Regions from separate parts of the Mus musculus genome. Here region 2 is linked to region 1. A link is a contact called in public Hi-C data. All regions are on one chromosome and are shown on one strand. Each heading gives the region's core, a stretch centred on a gene start, on an enhancer-like site or on the middle of the called end of the contact. The rest is flanking DNA. Distances are from core to core; before and after follow the strand shown. Region 1 overlaps Arhgef17 (Rho guanine nucleotide exchange factor (GEF) 17). Region 2 overlaps Pde2a (phosphodiesterase 2A, cGMP-stimulated).

What was found. Hi-C and Micro-C count contacts between places; a contact is called where the count stands out from the background.
Region 2: a Hi-C map of stem cell-derived neural stem cells shows a contact between it and region 1, with 6 times the contacts expected there. The contact joins two enhancer-like sites. A contact is called at or near these places in 5 of 39 promoter capture datasets (the C10 cell line, hippocampal neurons, liver and 1 more), 5 of 484 Hi-C or Micro-C datasets (B cells, the Ba/F3 cell line, the G1E-ER4 cell line and 2 more), 2 of 115 datasets of contacts at active chromatin or transcription factors (SST interneurons and large pre-B cells) and 1 of 9 other capture datasets (embryonic stem cells).

The regions. Positions count from the first base shown.
Region 1 is chr7:100,908,153-100,914,599 of GRCm38.p6, reverse strand. All of the region lies in intron 1 of Arhgef17 (Rho guanine nucleotide exchange factor (GEF) 17), which reads left to right. Among named protein-coding and RNA genes, the nearest start is that of Arhgef17, 21 kb to the left of the region's middle. Within about 2 kb of position 3,204, at least 84 of the 459 cell types and tissues checked have an H3K27ac peak or open chromatin away from gene starts, as enhancers often do. A contact at or near this core is called in stem cell-derived neural stem cells, where this site is marked.
Region 2 is chr7:101,501,481-101,507,023 of GRCm38.p6, reverse strand. It overlaps Pde2a (phosphodiesterase 2A, cGMP-stimulated), which reads right to left. Exons shown (of 30, transcript NM_001143849.2): 8 at 5,362-5,414; 9 at 5,096-5,170; 10 at 4,969-5,010; 11 at 4,422-4,490; 12 at 4,082-4,212; 13 at 3,614-3,725; 14 at 3,161-3,200; 15 at 2,989-3,052; 16 at 2,574-2,646; 17 at 2,276-2,453; 18 at 1,955-2,067; 19 at 1,028-1,105. Among named protein-coding and RNA genes, the nearest start is that of Mir139, 29 kb to the right of the region's middle. Within about 2 kb of position 3,398, at least 37 of the 459 cell types and tissues checked have an H3K27ac peak or open chromatin away from gene starts, as enhancers often do. A contact at or near this core is called in stem cell-derived neural stem cells, where this site is marked.

The DNA of each region.
Region 1 (6,447 bases), core at 1,955-4,454:
ACACAGCTTCCTTCTTTTTCAAATCCTGTTCATCTTCACTGTGTGACCATGAGCGCTTAACCTCACTGTGGTTCAACACATGGCGTAGGTACATATAAAATGTGGATAATGACGGCACCTATTACAGGGTTGCTCTGAGAGCTAAATGTGATAACGTCTGGCGGCTGGTCTGGAGATCAGTGGTGAGCCATAAGGCAAGTTGGAAGGGATGGAGAGTGGTGACCTGCCCTGCCTGAGGAAGGACCACAGGGATGGAGAGGGGCGTGCTTTGAGATGGGGTAGTGACAGTGGCTTAGTGCAGTTTGGTAGAAGGATGAGCTAGCTGAGTTCCTGGTGGAAAGCTTTGAAGTCCCTGATGCAGCTGTTCCTAGGAAAAGGGCTCAGATCGGGTACAGAGCAGGGATGTGGCCTTGGTACTGTGCCTAATTCTCACTGGTAGACACCCCCACGCCCCAGTGTAGCTACCCATTCCTATCAGGATAGCTGACCCCGGACCCAGATGTGGGTGTAATTGCCAGCATGACCCTGTAAATTCCGACTCCAAAGCCTTCGTGCAGAATGAGGACTCATTTCCAAGCACCAGCCAGGGAAGCTCAGCCCTCAAAGAGATGAGGATGGCCCTTTGGCCTAAAGAAGTGTTCTACCTGTCTCTGAGGAAGGGGCAAAGCCAGGCCTTGGTCTGCCGAGTGAGCAGTTGGGCTTCCTGGAGAGTTGTCACCTGAGAGACTGGACGTGTTAGAGACACCAAAGACAGAGGCTGTGCTCTTAGGGCTCAGAGAACTGGCCTGGATCACATCGGTGCTAGGTGGCAGCCACCTCGGGACCTGGTTCTGTGTATAGATGAGAGGCACAGCTCAGTGCCAGGGATGTCAGGAAGTGGTCTGAGCCAGGGCAGAGATCCATTGGACTGGATCTAACCGAGCAGACCCAACAGTCCCTGCCCAGAGGGAGGAAGGAAGAGGCCACTCACAGCAGCCTTCCATATACTTTTTGTACTGCATAGTGTCTTTACGGTGGGACATGTAGCTGCATGTGGTGCGTCGTACCTGCGATTCCTGCGCTCAGGAGGCTGAGGCACCAGCATCGTCTTAAAAGTTGAGGCCAGCCTGGGCTACATCATAAAACACTGCCCCAAAACAAAAACAAAAGCTAAAGCTAAATAAGGCTGACCTCAGTGGGTAAAGGCGCTTGCTGACAAGTCTAGTGACCTCAGTCCAGTCTCTAGGAGGCACGTAGTAGGAGAATTGCAAGTTACCCTCTGAGCAAGCATATACACAACACACACACACACACACACACACACACACACACAGTGTAAAACAACAACAACAACAACACAGTAATAATAATAGTAATATTGAAACCACAGAGTATTTTCAGGTCTTTTGCTGTTTAAACAACGCTTCAGCACAGGAGTTGTACTGCATGATTTCACTGTGGGAGTGGAGTCCCTTGGGGCATGAGATGGCTAAGACATCGTGTGTTTGTGACTTGCATTTTGATGTTTCTACATGCTTGTACCTCTAGCGATGTGAAGGCATGGCCTTACAAATCTGACTTTTGGACAATTACCAGTACCCATGACGTCATAGGTGCCCGTGCCGCCACCGTCACACTGTCCTAACTCACGTTTGTCCCATACTTTTCCCCTGCCCGTGTGTCTCTCTCGGTTGATTGTTGGTGCCCAGTGTAGCCATTTCTAGGAAGCGTTTAACCTCTGGGAAGGAGGATTTCGCTCTTTGACTGAGTTATGATTTGCAAGTGTCTTTCCCTGATTTCTCACCTGGCTTTTGTCTTTGAATGGGGTCTATTTTTGTTCTGCAGAAGGCCTTGTTTTTAGTTTTGGTCGATGTGCGTGTGGAGGGCAGAGGGATTTTGTAGCATTGGTTTCCTTTTGTCTTCTTTGAGTCGGTTCTGGAGATCGGCAGGCTTTTGCCGTAACCAACGTTACCCACGGGGCCATCTTGTTGGCCCAGAGAGGTTTTTGTTGTTGTTTTTAAACGTGGTCTAATTTATCAAGCCATTGTTTTCCGACTGTTGGCCTTGGAGCCCTGGTTAGACAGTCTCCCACCCCTCTGATGCCTTATGGTTTTTGTTTTACATCTCAGTGTTGGATCCACATGGAGTTTATCCTGCTGTGCAGTGGGAGATACGGCACCAACTCTGTTTGCTTCCTCCTGTGGCTGGTATTTTGAGCTGAGGAGTCATAGTTGTGTTATCTTCCTGAAAGGGGCTGTGAAGGTCTGTGGGGGAGTGAGGCTGTGACTTTTGAGGGTCAGGGACAGAAAGGATGAAGGAGCTGGAGTGGCACCAGAAGAATTCGGTGGCATTTGGAAGTGAGGGCACAAGTTGGCGTTACAGCATTCCAAATCCATCTGTGCTGTGTGACTCTGCAGAAGTTCCGCCACCTCTCTGAGCCTCCAGCATTGTAGCTGGAGGGGACCCTGGATAGCATCCTGACTGCTGGGCTGATGGGGAGGGAGGAGATGGGATGCAGAGGGTGGCTTGCTGGAACTTGTCGGAAGTACACGGAAGGCTGGCAGCCGAGCTCATTGTGTTCCTGGAGTGGGCAGGTGGGAAGGCCAAGGGGCGGGCGCCTGTTTAAAAATACCCACTGCAGCCTGGCACAGCAAGCCGGGAGGGGCAGGCCCTCTGCCCGCCCTCCAGATCCAGGAACGGCAAGGGTTACCATGAGCAGACACATTATACTCTGTCTCAGGAGAGCTCTTAGTCCAGCCGTCACCACCCTGAGCAGGCACCCTCATCCTCTCCAGAGACACAGAGATGCCAGAGTGTGGAGAGGTCACATCTCAGAAGCTAACTAACTCCGCCACTGCTGTGGACTTGGCTTTTGATTTCTAGTGAGTCCTTGTCCCTTGGAGTCCTAGTTATCTATCAAAGAGCACAGTTGGCCTCTCCCTGGCTGTCTCCCCCATCCATCAGAACAGAGAAGAGAGATCCTGGGAGCCATTCCTCACTCCCTTTATAATGGGGATACTGAGGCCATGGAGGGGCCTTGGATTGCCATCTCCTGCTTCTGGGCTTCTGGACCTTCCTCCCTGCCCCCAGCATGGCCTATACCAACTCCCCACCCCCACTCCAGGGCCCCAGTGGTCAAATTCCAGGGCTGCCATTGCCATGGCAACAACCAGCTCACAAGGCCTCTCCTCTGGGGTTTTCCACAAGGCCCTTGTCCAGGGAGGAGGCAGAAGGGCCTCCCACCCCTAGGGACTAGGGAGTCAGGAGAAGGCTGGGGAGGAGGTCAGGCCCAGCTGGTTTCTCGTTTGTTTTCCAAACAAGAAAATGGGAAAGGCCGTTAGGACTGCCAGCAGATAGTTGTCTGTTGAGGCACAGAGTGGGATGGACAGAGGTGACCATCTAGGCAGGGGCCTTGAGAGCCACAGAGAAAGCCTCCAACCTTACTTAGAGAATCACCCCCATAGAAAAACCCTAGACCAAACATTTTGGAATGGTAGGTGGGGGAAGATCCTCCCAACATCCCAGCCATTCTATTGGCCTTGGTAGTCTGAGCTGGTACCCAGACATTAGAGGGTCCAGCACATGTTGGCCCTTCCTCCATAGGGTAAGCTGTTCCCAGAGTACCAGTGGAGGGAGTGACTGAGCCCTTCAGTTCTGTGGGATGTGCAAGCAAGGACTGCCAGGGACTATTTTGGAGGAGGCTAAACTGGTCGTTCTTAGACATCTGCCTTTCAAGAGTCTCTTAGAGCCTTCTTCCTGATGTAACGATTCAGCCTTATTTATAACAGCCAGTATTTGTTGAGTGGCGTCTTGACTCCTGGTACTGTGCGAAATAAGTGCTTTCTAATCCCTGCATTATAGATGAGAAAAATCGAGGTACAGGTTGGTCTTCTGAGTCAGTCAGCCATCAAGAGTGTCCCTGGCTGTGTATTATTCTGTCCTGTTCCCATGCCCTAGGCCCCGCCTACCGTTGACATTCTGGTGGCTTCTTCCAGGTGTGTCCCTTTTCTCTCTGTCTTTATCTCTTTCTCTATCTTTATTTTTAGATGACATTGAGGCAATACAGTTTGTCGATAGGAGTGCCCTATGCTTTCATTTGATAATACAGTGGACTCCTTCTCTGTAACTTTTCAGAGGTCTTCCTAAGGGCCCATGACTCAGGAGCCCTCCCTTCCCTGTAGCTGGAGTTGACGCGGGCTGTGTAGGTAGAGTCCATGTGCGGAGAGCCCAGGCTGACACTCTCAGGCTAACCCCTGGCTGGAAGAAGCCCTCCTCCTGGCACTCTAGACAGATGTAAACTGTCCCAACTTTTCTACCCAGGGTCCCCTGGGGTGGAGTCCTGCCTGCTTGGCAGATCTTGCTTGGGTCGCCAGTGACACAAGGTAATAATAGGGCCCACCCAGGAGATTATTTTGAGGTTAAAGCCAACACCTGGGAGGTGCTTAGTCAGCAGAGAGTGGAATCCCTCCACAGATAGACCTGCTATTTTTAGATCTTTGCTGTCTTCCTGTCCTTGGGCTCTGTAAAGTTAAGTGATTTATCCAAAGTCCCAGCCACTTAGTGGTCAGTGGCTGCAGGAGGATTCGGGTCCAGCCCACTGCCTAGTCTTGAGAACCCAGCAAGTCACGACTTGCGCTGAGTCTCAGTGTTGTCACTGAGTTGATATGGAGTCTTAGGAGACTTAGTGCTGCGCTGTTCTGCATACTCCATGGTACCGAGTAGACAGCACTGCCACTTTCTGTTGACAGCTACAAGTCTGGAGACTCTGAAGACTCAAAGCCAAAGCTTCAGGAGTGGTCCTCTGAGCCGTCAGGATGCCTTCCTAGGGTGGACTTTGGTCCTGGGACGTGAAGCCACCCCACTGGCTGACACTGGCTGACCTCAGATGAGCATCTTCTGGGAGCTTCTCTGTTCAGCTCTAGGGCTGCTCACTAATTGATGGGGAAAGCACAGAAGAGCCTAGAAGCACAAGCTGCTGGTGGTCAGCAGAAATCACATCTGCCAGTGTGGCCCAGGCCTAGTGGTGGCCCTTGAGCCCCCACTGGGAAGGAAGCAGAGCAAACTGGCCTGGTGTGATGACAGAAACTTCTGTCAGGTCTGGGTTGAGCCCGACACACTAGGGTTGATGTAACCACTTGGTAACAGTATACCCTGGAGGGCACGGTCGGAGTAAGGTGAGGTCACAGTATATCCCAGCTACGTGGGTACTTCTGGCCAAGTGAAGAGACCCTAAAACCCTGAGGCCCTACCGGACTATGGTGGTACACGCCTTAATTCCCAGGAGGCTGAGGCAGGCAGAGCTCTGAGTTCGAGGCCAGCCTGGTCAACAGAGCTAGCTCCAGGACAGCCAGGGCTACACAGAGAAACCCTGTCTCTTTAAAACAAACAAACAAAAAAACAAACAAGCAAACAAACAAAAAACCCCTGAGGTCCTGAGACATTCTGTGCTGGGAAGTAATACCATTCGTCCAGCAGAAAGGAATGGCGCCCGCTGAGTGGTGGCAGCTGGCAGCGCACACCTTTTTCCTGACACTTGGAAGGCAGAGGCAAGCAGAACTCTGTGGGAACTGGTCTAGAAAGTGAGTTCCAGGATAGGACAGGGCTACACAGAGAAACCCTGTCTCCAAAAAACCCAAATCACAAAACAAAGAGAGAGAAGGGTGTTGGTGGTGGGGTCTGCCCTACTGCCCTTTCATTTTAGGAGGTTGATCATAGACACCCGTGGCCTCCTCGCTGTGCCTATTCATCCTGCGGACACTTGCTGTCTTTGTCTCTATTCACACCTGTGTGCTGACTGTATGCCCTGGGGAAACGGCTCTAGGCCTTAGTGGTGCCTCCTCTATCCTGGAGCTCCCAGATCTTGTTACTGCCCCCTGGTGCCCGAGGTAGCGTCCTCATAGGTCTGTAGCATAATAAAAAGGATGGACTGATTTGGGAGTCACAACGGGGCAGTTGGTGGGGCAGTTGGCGCCTGCCCTGGCCTGAGGTGAGGTTGGTGAGGGAGGAGATTTAAGGCTCCCTGGAAAAAGCAGAGAATAGATTAAATGGGACTTGACCCAGCCAAGGGCAAGGTGCGTGTGGGGATGGACCCCGTGCTGAGGGCTGGGAGGGCACAGCAGCAGGCGGAACTCGGCCACCTCATTTCCCGGGGCCTTTGGTGGCCTGAGCAGAAGGGTTTCTGGCATTGTCTAAGTGGGGAAGATGGCGTCTTTTGGCTGCGGGCTTTGAGAGTCCCTAGGATTTATACACAGCCCAGTCAGGCCCTGTCCTTTATTCCCTGGGGCACTGGCCTGGGGCCGGCTTGGCCTTTCCCAGGGTGCCTGGCCCAAGGCCCAATGAATCATCTTCCGCCCTACAGGCAAGACACCCCATCTCTATCAACAGTGTACAAATGGAGCCCCCCGCCCCCATGTGCCTGGTCTGAAGAAAGGAGGGAATTGGAGGGGCTGGAATCAAACCCTAGAAACT
Region 2 (5,543 bases), core at 2,149-4,648, 590 kb before region 1:
AGATGCGGTATCCCTTGTCCAGCATACACCAAGCTGGATACTAACTCTCTATATATGCCACTGGAAAGATCACCACAGCACTGCAGCCCACATGCCTGTGCCCCCTGCCTATGCCCGGATGACCACATCCATGTCTGACAATTCTAGGCAAAGATAAAGAATGCTGGTGTGTGGGCTGGAGAGATGGCTCAGAGGTTAAGAGCATTGACTGCTCTTCCAGTGGTCCTGAGTTCAAATCCCAGCAACCACATGGTGGCTCACAATCATCTTTAATGAGATTTGATGCTCTCTTCTGGAGTGTCTGAAGATAGCTACAGTGCAGTTACATATGATAAATAAATAAAATCTTTCTTTTTTAAAAAAAAAAAGAATGCCTGTTTGTGATACTCCAATGCCTGGTAGCTAGCCTTTCACAGACACCAAGTCTATCAGTTTGTCTCTCGGGGAGAGCCTTCTAGTATCTAATCGCAATCCCACATACCACTGCTTTGTGCCTGTTCCCAAAGTTTGGGACACAGATGAGAGGAGATGACCCAGTAAACAGTGATTGTCATATGCTCTAAGCTAAGACTTGAGGTAGCTCTTCTGATCCAGGCCTGGTAATGGGACTGGGGTACCAGTAATTAAGATCATGCAGGGGTGCACGGCCACTGCATCCAGACAGTGGCAGGGGAAAGCCCTGAGCAAGGTTTTCAGCTTTCAGGGATTACCCAAGTCGGGCATACTCTCTGGATGTGGGGTGGGGGTAGCTGTCCGAACCAAATTTTCTCCTGAGTGAAAGCCTGTTGGCTGCCTTCACATCAGGCTAAGAAAAAAGCTTGAGAGAGGATTATGGGTAAGTTGGGGAAGCCCTCTAGGTAGAGCAGAGGCCAGGTATTGGTGTGGGTCTGTTTTCCCAGTCTCAAGAGCCAGCAATAGCCAAGCTTAGCCTGGACCTGGGTTGCAGAGGATTCTGGGAGTCAGAGAAGACATGTGGAGCAGGTGCTCCCAGACCCTAAGATGTACAGAAGCTCCAAGCAAGCCTCACCTTCATATGATACATCATCATCTCATTGGCCAGGTGGCTGCGGTATTGGGCTTCATTCACCTTTTTGTATAGGAGAGACTGAGGAGAGAAAATGGAAAAGATGGGGCTGGAGCTGAAGGCTGTGACATCCTCAGAATGCCTGGAACTGGTACAAACGGGTCAGGCTGCAGAAGTTCTCCTTCCTCTCCCGTTGGGGGCCCAGTATAAGCCATTAGCAATAGCCCAGTGTTCAGGCCCCACCCCGATGCTAATCCCAGCTCTCTTACTGGCCTTCCCCAGTTTCTTAACACCTGAGGCACTTTGTCCCCTGAACTTGGTAGCCCTTGGAGGAGAAGATCAGAAAGCAGGGATTAACTCGGGTACTTAGGTTGGATTTTCAGGCTAGAGATGCCAAAAGTATGGAGAGAAAGATCCAACGTTTGCTACAAAGATACGGACTAGTAGATTGGAGTTGCTGGGGTGGGTAGGGAATCTTACCAAGAGGGTTTTCTATGTGTGTGTTAGGGTTTTTGTTTGTTTAGACAGTGTCTCTCATGTAGCTCAGGCTGGCCTCCAACTTGCTAGGTAGCCAAGGTTTTGAACTCCACCCTCCTGCTACTCCCTCTCAAATCCTAAGGTTATAGGCCCATACTATCACGTACTACCATATATATACCCATCTAGCCCAGCAGAACTAGGTGGGGTTTTGATTTGTTTTGTTTCTTTTCCTTTCTCTTTCATGATCCTCAGAAGCTGGTTGGACAGGACCAGAAATAGTATCCCCAGCTTTGCATGCTGAACGACTAGAGGCAGCCAGCATGTATGGCGGGCTGCATAGCATCCCGCTCGCTGGGATCGGAGCCCTGAGCATAGACAGGCCAGAGCGAAGAAAGCAGATGTGGGGGATAGAAGAAGGACACCCTCCCCGCCCCAGTAGCGCTCCCTCACGTGGGCGATGCTGATGCCACAGTAGATGGAGAAGGCTGTGGCCAGGTCCTCATCAAACTTGCTGAACCATGGCCCATTGATCTTGTTCACTAGCTCAGCCACACCAATGACCTCTGGGAAGAGAGAGAAAATGGGAATCGCTGGTGAAGGGGTCCAGTGAGACCTGCCTTCTCCTAACTCCTCTGGAAGAAATGGCTCAAGACTAGACAATCCCTGGCTCTTTAGGTTCCGACCCTAGAACCACTTTCCCCTAGTCCCCGCCCCGGCTCCACCCCCGTACAGCCCCTTCAGGCCCCGCCCCTGGCCACCACGAGTCGGCACCCTGGTTCTCGTTCTTGATAGGGAAGCAGAGAATGTTGCGCGTGCGGAAGCCAGTGCTGTCATCTACGCCGCGATAGAAAAGCGGATGGGCATATGCATCTGGGATGTTCAGGATCTGGCCCGTAGTCGCCACGTGGCCCGCGATGCCTTGGTCCGCCGGGATGCGGATCTCATAACTCTGCCCAAACAGGGATGGAATAGAAAGCAAGAAGTTAGCCTGCCGTATAGACACTTTTCAAATGTGGCTTTTCCCCCAGGTCCTCTTGCTTACTCCCGGACACCCTCCATACTCCCTCACCTCATCGTCCACAACGCCACCATCGAACACCTTGGCCACCAGCTCGTTCTGATCCAGCAGGAACACCGAGCAGCTGTGGAGAGAAGAGGTTGGTTCGTGGGGTTCTGACGCCTCTCGAACCACCACATATGGCTAGTGTAGCGATTACTGAGACCCTGGAAAGTGTCCTAAAGTGAGACACTCTCCTCGGAGCTGGACAATTCCAAACATCTCTCCATCTGCCTTTTATTTGTTTTGTATTGTATTGTTTTAAATTCCTACTAGGTTTCATAGAAACCCATGGCAAGCAAAGTTAGCGCTGTCCTGGCTGAAACAAGGGCCCAGGCAGAAGGAAATGTCAGATAAGAAGGTAGGGAGGGGGCAGAGGCGGTGAGGGCTGAGACTTCCCCTCCCGCACCACCCCACTTCTGCTCACATCTCTGCGTTGCTGAGGTTTCTGGCTTCCGTGATGATCTCCTGTAGCAGGACAGAGACATCATCTGGAGGAGGGGGAAGGAGAAGCACGTGAGACCTGAGGAATGCCAGGCAAGCATCTCTTCCACATCTCCTCCTCCCCAAACGCCTTGTGTGGGAGACACATCACTCACCCAGGTGGGTGAAGAGGTTCTTTGCCACTTGGAGAAGAGCCTGGGAAGGAGGAAGTGAAGATCGTAAAGATGGCCCGGGATGTTCTCATCCCTTCCCAAGTGCTCCTAGAGCAGGCTGGCAACTGACGTGCCTAATGAAACCCTTTGGGTACTAAGTGAAGGAGCTGGGGAAGAATAGTGAAGTTCTTGGGTCTCAAACGGCTGCCACCTTTGCCTCTGGCTGCCCAGATGTTGTGGTAGTGCCCGTGTTAGACACTAGAGGGCAATCACAGACAATGCCTAGAGCCCAGGGAAATACTGACCTCTCTCTCTTTAAGGGACTTCCAGGTCACTAGGTTACCCAGCCACAGTGCTGCCACTGGCCTAGATAACCCAGGCAGCATCACCCTCGTGGATAGCCTTCTGGGGCTGGCGCGCGCAGGTTCTTGGGAAAAGCTCAAGGCAGGCACTCACCTGGCACTCACACTTGAGCTTCTGCTCCTTCTGGAAGGCCAAGGTGCTGGTGAGCACCGTGCCTGTGTAGTGGAAGCAGTGTTGGATCACGTGTTCATCCTCATCTGTGAAGCTGGAAGTCGGGCTGGGGGTCAGCAGAGAGGACAGGGAAGATGGCCTTCTCGGCCCCTTTCTCCTTTCCTGCATGCTACCAGGAAGCTCCTATCTGCCAGCTAATGAAACTCTTCACACTGGGACTACACACCATGCCTTCTCCCCCTTCAGGCACAGAGCTCTAGGGAAAGCTCTGACTGCCCTCAGACCAAAATGTGGGTTCCTCCTCAGGCCACTGTTTATTTGAGGCAGGCTTATGTACATGTTGCTCAGGCTGGCCTGGAACTTCTAGGCTCCCGTGATCCTCCCACTTCAGACCCCCTAGAACCTGGGGCTATTGCCATAGTGCCATGACACCCCCACTCTCAAACTCACAAATCTCCTCCAAGCTTGTTGAAGGCGCAAGCCAGGGCCACCACCTGGTCAGTGGCTCGGCTGATGACAGGGACACACAGCATAGCCTGCAGCTCACAACCCAACATGTTTTGCAGCTGTTGCACATCGTCCTGCAGAGATGAAGGAACAGTGAGGAGGGGCAGTGTGCCTCTTCCCTAGCTCTCACCACACTCCGAAGCCCGTTATGGCACGAGGACAGGGTGTCACCAAGTCTGGGTCTTGTCTCCCCATCTCTAGGCTACCCCATTCCAAAGACACTGGGGCTTGAGCAAAGGGTTTCCCCCTCCCTCTCCCTTGGCTCAGCATGGCCATGGCTTACAGAGGTTAGGTCCTTCAACTGGATACACTGCTTGTCTTCCACCACCTGCCCCAGACGTCCCATGGTCAACTGGAAAGTGAAGAGAGACCCCGTTGGCCCAGCTCTCCCTGGGTCAACCCATCCTTGCCTTCCAAGTCTGGAAGTTTCAACAAACCCTTTGAACAGTTCAGGAATGGATGGAGCTGATGCTGAGAAGCAGAGGAGAGAAGTGGGGGGGGGGGGTTGGAGAGGGACGACTTGGTAATCAATAGTGAACTTGAGGGTTTTCCCTAACTAGAGAGTGATAAGCAGACCCCAAAGAGTCTCACTGATCTCAAGAGATTCTAACAGGTTCGTGTCTAGAAACACTCAAGCCTGTCTCATCTAAGGCTTCCTCTACGAGCTTGCTTCTACTAGAGTCTGATCATGAGAGACAGGGCTCCTTCGTAATTCTTCTAAGTAGCTCTCACGACCTGGACTGCTCCCACCAAGACATCTAGGTGGCCCCAGTTGCTAGGCCTTCCTGGTCCCTGCAGGCTCCAATGCTGAGGATGGAGATGGAACTCACTGGAAAGCTGACCTCTTCTCCCAGCACTTTGTCTCCAATGACCTGTGGGACCCAGGAATGGAGACAGGTTTATGGGAGGAAAGGCAGACACGGGTTGCCCCGCCTCACCGTGGACTTGAACCCTCACCTTGCAGGAAAGCTGTAGATTGTCCTCCGACACCAGCAGGAGGCAGCAGTGAGTGGCCTGTGTCTCCTGCTGCAGCTGCAGGGGGACAGACAGAGCCAGGCTGAGGGCGGGGCTGGAACACCCGCTAGCCTCTCTGGGTTTTTCAGGATTGTAGAAGAGAAGAGAGGGTGGGGTGTCCCAATCTGAACAGAGGTGATGGGGTCAAGGGTCTGTTGGTCTTTGGAGAGAGAGAGGGTGGAAGAGGAGATAGATGCTCAGGGACTCACATATTGAAGGACTTTGAGCTGCAGAGAAGTAGCATCCAAGTCAAAGAGTTCCCCTGCAAGAACAAGGCTGAAATCAGAGAGGGCTCTGCCTTGCCTGGGGGCTGCTTCCAGGCTCCACCCCTGCCTCTCCTCAGGCTCCGCCCCTGTCTCTCCTCAGGCTCCACCCCTGTCTCTCCTCAGGC